Linked DNA regions of Mus musculus: region 2 is linked to region 1. The links are chromatin contacts, called in public Hi-C maps. All regions are on one chromosome and are shown on one strand. The core of a region is the stretch at or near the end of the contact, and the rest is flanking DNA. Distances in the headings are between cores, read along the strand shown.

Region 1 (3,584 bases), core at 240-2,739:
AGCACGGCACACAAATGCGGGATGCTGCTGTCTAAGCCTTGCTTGATGAAGCACAAGGTGTTCTTCTGGACTCTGGTGGGGTTGCATCATTCTGTATTAGCATTCATGTCATTACATAATTCCTGCATTAACTTTAGGTTTCAGAATTATATTAATAGAAAAAAATGACAAGTAGGACTTTTTTCTTTAATAAAGGTCAAAGGAAGAAGAAAATGTGAAACATCCCACCAAGCTGTCTTGCTAAGGTAGCCAAGGGCACAGACACAAGGTGACCATGAATGCTAAGGTTTGAATGATGATCTACATAACTCCATTCATGTGCACAGTGCCTTTAGCATTTTAATACACTTCAATATGTGTTGCCTAATCTTTCTTCCACTTCCTCCATTGTTAAATGAAAGATTTCAAAGACTTTTCCATTAACTATTTCATACTGGCTTCTTATATCATGTATTTTGTCAATTTTTCAACATCTGTTTTCATATCTCCCATTGAATATTTTATATTCTCTAGACAGAATGTTAAACTATCTAATCCTCCTACCTTATTCATGGGAATCAATCTTATGTCATGAGATATGTCCTGCTACAGCAGCTTCTGTGACCCACATGGGGACCACTGTAAAGAGAGTCATCCAAATATTACAGGCAGAACAAGTGGACTTCACAGATTATTGTGGTTAAACATTACACAGCTAGGTTTTTTTTAAAAATGGTCTGTGACAGCCGATGACTTTGACTATTTCTATATTAAATGTGCAATTAAGTTTTCATGTTTCAACATGATATTAAACATAATCAAACTTTATAAATACTTCTTAAATATTTTTGCAGAAGAAAAAAAAATCCGCTACTTTCAACTGTAATTTTGAAATGTTCAAATATGTATAGACAAGCTGCTGTATTTTATATAAATGAATGTATTCATAGAACAAACTTTAAATTTCAGAAAACAACACAGATTGTAGAAGTTTAAATTCCTGTTCCTATTCCAACAGAAATGAGTAATGTGACCATTTTGGGAACAGTGGCAGTGAGGAGGGAGAGCGTTTCCACTATTACTTAAGATTGCTATTTTGTGGAGAAGCACTTGTGGTCTGGTGACTCAAGGATGAGGAGCAGTAGGTAGCCACCCATTCTGCATTCTAAATTCTGCACCATCTGCCCATCTGTTCTGGTGCCCACTTAACACTTGACTAGGTAATGCTGCCCTCTACTGGCAGAATGGGACCTTTTTCTCAGATTTTAATGGAGCTGCAATGTGCTGTGGGACTTGGGCATTAAGAAATTGGTTTCCTACAGAAGAGACTCAGATGCAGAAAGCATAGGCTGTGACTCTTAACAGTTCACATCATCGGCCGTTAAAATAACTTTTATTTTCTTAATCTGAAATGCTTATGCTTTTTTAAAAGTATAGTGTAGAAATGAGATGCTTATACAATGCATTTGGTTAAATAACCAAATGTCTATGTCAGCATGAATCATCTGTGCTACTTAAATCTAGGTCAGGCGAGTTATTCATGAGTTATCATAGACCTTTGCATTATCCTTAAAACCTCTCCAATGCACTCTTTTGTTTAGTAAATCTGGTCACTTTCTGCTTCATGAACTTGCCTTCAAATGGAACATTGTCTTAAGGGCTGTTTTGATCGGAGGCCTTTGACTGAAATCCTCTCCTTATGCATGTATTTGATAGTATCATGTGTTTAACTCTCTTCTGCCCAGAGCTGGCCATATAAACAGAAAAAGTAACATGAGAACAAAAGGCCCCCAACAGCGCATAACTAGGATTATGGGACTTCCCAGTCCACTATTACATTTGTCTATAATCCAATTAAGCACAGGAGTGGACAGTGACAATAACAAAAGCTAGTGTGACTTCACCTACACATGAGGCCCTGTACTCCTTGTTTCATGTCTACAACTTCACATGAACTCTTTCTGGTCGATTAAAAATACATAGAAGCAGCAAATTATGGGATGGGAATGCATAGCAAGATGGTAGAGCAGTTGGCTCTAAAACCCTGAAAAGAGAAAGTGCAGAAAGTGACAGTATACAAAATGGACACAGCTGAAAATGTTATGAGTCTGGCCACCTCCCAAAAGAACAAAAAAAAAAATCACACTACTCAGCTCAGAAGAATTTAATTATTAACTTTATAATAGTTGAAACATAGGCAGTGTCCCATTTAATCTAAATTACAGTGAAGGACTGATTTACAGTTTTCATTTATTTAGCTTTCTATTATGAACATGTTCAGTTAGTAATACCTTTGTATATTTATGCTAGGCTGCCCAACCATCCACAAAACTGCACAATATTAGGAGGTCTTGCTGGTTCTTTAGGATTGTCATCTTCAACTTATTAGAGAAAGTAAAAAAAATGTACTTAATACTAAGAGTAGTTTTTGCTACACAAATCTCTAATCATTAAAGGTGTTTTAGGTCCTAGAAATGATCCAAATCCTGATCTTTCTAGAGCTTTAATTCCAGAGAAGGAGGTCAAACACAAACAAAAAAAAATAGCATAAATGTACACTGTGATATGGCCAAGCTTTCTCACAGAAACATGAGTGTGGGAAAAGTGCAAGGGGCAGGGGAGAAGTGGCAATTTTAAATTATTTAATGGGAAGTGGTTTGGGGTTCAAACTCTAAATGGGGCAAGGAAGTCCCACAGATGACAGAGGCAGTTCTGTGTTTATACCCTGGATGTCTACAATGCTGGTAACAATAATTTCTCAATAACCTCAATTTTAGTCACTCTACACACCAGACCAACCATTTCTCTTTTCTTAAATCTCTCATACCTCTCTGTCTACTCTGACTCCAAGTGTCCTTGGGCCTGAATGTTGAGATGTTTTCCTTTTCTGTCTATTCAGATTGGCACTTCCCTATAAAGTCCATGATCAGCTGTCAATCACCACACTCCCTTGACACCCACCCTGCCTGTGGATGCTGGTGTTCTCTAGGTTCTTTGCAATTACCTAGTGAAATCCCACTCCTGAGGAGTCCAGACCTTCTCTGTTCCATGCTGACCACCAACTGCTTTCAAGCAGAAACCATCAGCCTCATCTGAGCTTGCAGCAAGGCTCAGGACTCAGATCACAGTATGCCACTGTTTTTTTGCTTTCCTGCAGTCAGGGTGGACACTCTCTTTCATCCTTTCCAGACTTCTGAGTCCCCCCTTCCCCAGCCTCCTCTTCATTAGTTCCTTTTCCAGATTTGTGACTTGCAGTTTTTTTTTTTTTTGGTTGCTTGGGTTTTGTTGCCTGTGTGTTTGTGTGTTTGACTCATTTAGTTTAAACAGAATCTTCTGTCTGAACCACCAACCACAGGGGATGGATGGTTTGGACCTAGCTCCCTCCTTCCCCCACACGTATGTAGCAGATGTGCAGCTTGGTCCCACAACAACTAGAGAGGAGGGGAAATGTCCCTGACTCTGTTGCCTGCCTGTGGTTCCTGTTCCCCTAACTGGGGCTGACTTCTCTGGCCTAGGTGGGATAGGATGTGCCTAGTACTATAGTGACTTGATGTGGCAGGGAGAGTAAGTACCCAGATGCCCTTTCCCTTCACAGAAGAAAAGGG
Region 2 (3,640 bases), core at 270-2,769, 210 kb before region 1:
CTATGAACTCACTCTTTTTTTTTTTTTTTCCTTATTTCATTTACTGTCTCATGATTCTAAATTAAGAATCATATATCTGTACAAGTATTCTGAAATTATAATTTCCCTAAGAATCAAATAAGGACTTGCCATTCAGCACGTCTTGCTTGGGAACTAAGACACGTTGCTAATACTGTGCATCTTCTTGTCAAATTATTTAAGTTTCTGTAGGCTGCTGAGAACTAGGATATTCTATCTGGAAACAAGTTCACATTAATTGCCTCTGTGACTAGAAACATGGCAGGGAACTACTTTGCCCACAGTTACCTCATAAGTTAGAATCCTCTTAGCCCAATGCTACTGGTGTTTGTTCTCTCAAAAATCCTGTTTCTCCCATAGGAAAAATTGTCTCACATCAACTGGTCTGCTGTCCTCCCTTCCTCCCTCCCTCTCTCCCTCCCCCTTTCTTCCTTCCTTCCTTCCTTCCTTCTTTCTTTACTACCATTCTTTGCCTCTCTGTCTTTGGAACATCCAACTTATTTCTGTTAGGCTAGTAATTTAACAAAAACATGTAGACTATGCAGTATGGAGTCTAGTGAGAGAGGCAGGACAATCCATTTCAGTCATAATGCTGAAAATGCAAGTCAATTTACTTTTTAAATTAGCATATTCCATAATGTATAATTGTACTGACGAATCACATGGTACCAAGAAGTTGCTATCACTTTTGTTTCTGTGTATCAGTTAAACCAACAAAACCCAGATACAACTTCTGGAGTAACTGCAAAGAATATTATTTATTTTATGTTCTATTAAATCAAGGAAGGTCAGAAAGCAGATGATTGATAGTAATAAAGAAGCATAAGCTAATGATTTTTCTAATTCTAAAGGTTAGAGAAACCGCATGGCACTATCTCACACACACACACACACACAAATGCACCTGCCTGCTCCATCCCTCATCTATGTCTTTTAAATGTTTTCCTGTCAACTTGACTGTTGCTAATCTTTTAAAACCACCATAGTTATACGTTTATCTTGTCCAATTTTTGTCCAATTGTTCTTTATTTTAGAAAATTCATATTGCAAGGAGGATGCAAGTGACCTTGTCTGCCAGGTCATGTGTTAAAACATGACCATAGTACATATTTGAGATCACTACATTCAGTAGTACTCATGATCTCAAATTTTTACATGTTCCTATATTTAGTGATATATTAACTGATACACACTGCCTAGTAACCTGAAAAAAAAAATCAACTTCAGACTTACTTATGGATAGTGCAGTAAAGATATGTGTAACTCAGATTGGTAGCCACCAAAGTTGCAAAGCAGTATCACGTATACAAAAGCTTGTTTTCAGCAGCTGACTAGCAGATCTTACAATGCATGTCAGGTGTAGCACCCCTGCTCTTCAAACCACCCAGTCATTAAAACATTGCTGAAAGCACATTTCTCTCTGTTAGAATTTTCCTAGGGACTCTATCCAGGTGCATGAAATAGTTAGTCGGTCCACATGAGCATTTGCATTAAAATTAGATTCTGATTTGCATATCATTTGCATACTCCCACATAGTCTGTGCCATCTATTCTTAGCCAGCTTTTAGCAAAACATTATTTATTGCTACTGTTAACATTGACACTTTTTAGTTTTTCAACTTTACTTTCATCCTTACGTAATCTCTAACTCTAGAGTTTAATATCAAAGAAACATACAAAGATGGTAATGATGGAGAAAAAAATGTTGCTACTGGATTTTTTTCATGAAAAAACAAATGAAGCATATTTTGGGAACTGTTCTTCCACATTACATGCAGCATTTTTCTTTCTTTTTTAAAGTTCTCTTGTGGCAAGATCTATTTTTAGAGGAGATTATAAATTAGTAATGTAAATTTGTGAACTCAGAATACTTGGATTAATTCACTTATATGTTTACCAAATATTTACTGAATATTATTGTGCTCAGGTTACCTTTATGGAATATGAGCCATAAAGCATTAAGCAAAACACATTTTAAAAAAATACATGTTCTAAAGGTATGGTGGCACATGCCTTTAATCTCAGCTCTTACGGGGCAAAGACAGGCCTCCTGAGTTGAATCATATCATAGTCTATTAAGTGAATTTCTGGACAGCATGCTGGGCTCCACAGAGAAACCCTGCCCCCCAAAACAGCATGTTCTCAGAGTTTGTGCTCTAGTTGCTGAGAGGTAGGTTTGGTGATGTAAACAAGGGAGATGAAGAAATAACTCATATAGGTATCCAAAATTATATTAGTGTATTTGGGGTGATTTTACATGGCAAAACATATTTTAAAATAGGCAATAATCAGTGGATGAATGTTTACCTAGCACCTGTAAGTCCCTGGATTCAATCACCAGAAACAGAAATAAGCAAAAGGCAAAAAGAAATGAGCACCTTTTAATGAATACTGAAGTAATTAGATTTGTTGGGAATAAATCTAAAAATATTTATAACTTAAAAATGAGTCTTACACACTCAGTGCCATGGAAGTATCATTGTTCCAGTACAATGCCAGGTTCAATTTCAGACTTAAAATGATAAAGGAACATGTGAAACATCTTCATCTTTTCCTGAGTTGGTTCAAGTAATATACTCTAGGAACATAAATTTCCTTGCTTAGATTCTGATTGATTGAGACAATTTCCTTTATTACCTTATTTAAGCAACGAAAGGTGTTGAAAAATTCTAGCTTGGAAGAAGATATGGCAATTCTGATAAACCCAGACTAATCAATCCAAACCTCTGCAGAAACAATATAGATCTTTTTTTTTTTTCAAGAAAGCTACAAAACAGTACTACGTGAAGGATGTGTTCCACTATAAAGGGTTGGAGAAGAGTTTCTGAGCAGTAACTGACCTGGGCTGTGAAGTGCAAAAAGAGTGCTTTTAAAGTTTCTCCGGATGGAGCTGGTGTAGGGGTGTAGGGTGTAGAGGGAGTTGCTCATTGGTTATACAGACACTGAGAGCATGGAGAACATGATAAATACACACTGTTCTGAATCACACATTCCAGAGAAGGCAACTTGTGTTTTGTGTAGCAAGAAAAACTACATGTGTTTTAGGTCAAGCTGTTATAACAAGAAACAAAATAAAACAGCACCCCTCCAGGTTTATCATGTGGGCTTCACATTGCTACCTCTTTCTCTTCACTCACTCACTTCTCTTACTTATAAAACATAGATAACGTGAGTGTTCTTCAAGTACAACAAGGTTACATTTCATTTCGATAACTATTTCCGGAAAGCTGGAAATGATACGAGAAAGGAAAAGTTGATAACCAGTCTATCTTTGACCAGACATTCATATATAAAACTCTTTGATACCCATCATCTCTTTCTCAAAGGGAGCCACAGGCCAACTGTCTATGGCTTTAACTTGGTAGGCAATCTGTTTATTTCATAATCAACAACACTTTGCTGCAATAGTTTCACTGTAAGCATGCTACCTGCTCATGCTTCTCTCTCGGTAGGTAACTGAGGTTTAACTCAAGTTGAAGTATTGTTCCTTGAAGATTTCCTGAACTAGCCTGAATTCATGAACCTCCCTCTCTGAGAAACAATGGATGGTTTACAGCCTTTAGGAACCGAAGAGCCAATTTTCTTTAAGTGAGTGTTCCCATGGATGGTTCTACTCCTAGGA

What was found. A called contact is a pair of places that touch in the nucleus more often than the background predicts.
Region 2: a contact with region 1 is called in a Hi-C map of cortical neurons, with 1.9 times the contacts expected there. The contact joins two enhancer-like sites. A contact is called at or near these places in 2 of 484 Hi-C or Micro-C datasets (cerebral cortex and cortical neurons) and 1 of 115 datasets of contacts at active chromatin or transcription factors (neural progenitor cells).

Annotation. Positions count from the first base shown.
Region 1 is chr17:89,652,191-89,655,774 of GRCm38.p6, reverse strand. No RefSeq gene overlaps it. Among named protein-coding and RNA genes, the nearest start is that of Gm4719, 270 kb to the right of the region's middle. Within about 2 kb of position 1,489, at least 16 of the 459 cell types and tissues checked have an H3K27ac peak or open chromatin away from gene starts, as enhancers often do. A contact at or near this core is called in cortical neurons, where this site is marked.
Region 2 is chr17:89,863,065-89,866,704 of GRCm38.p6, reverse strand. No RefSeq gene overlaps it. Among named protein-coding and RNA genes, the nearest start is that of Gm41653, 110 kb to the left of the region's middle. Within about 2 kb of position 1,519, at least 6 of the 459 cell types and tissues checked have an H3K27ac peak or open chromatin away from gene starts, as enhancers often do. A contact at or near this core is called in cortical neurons, where this site is marked.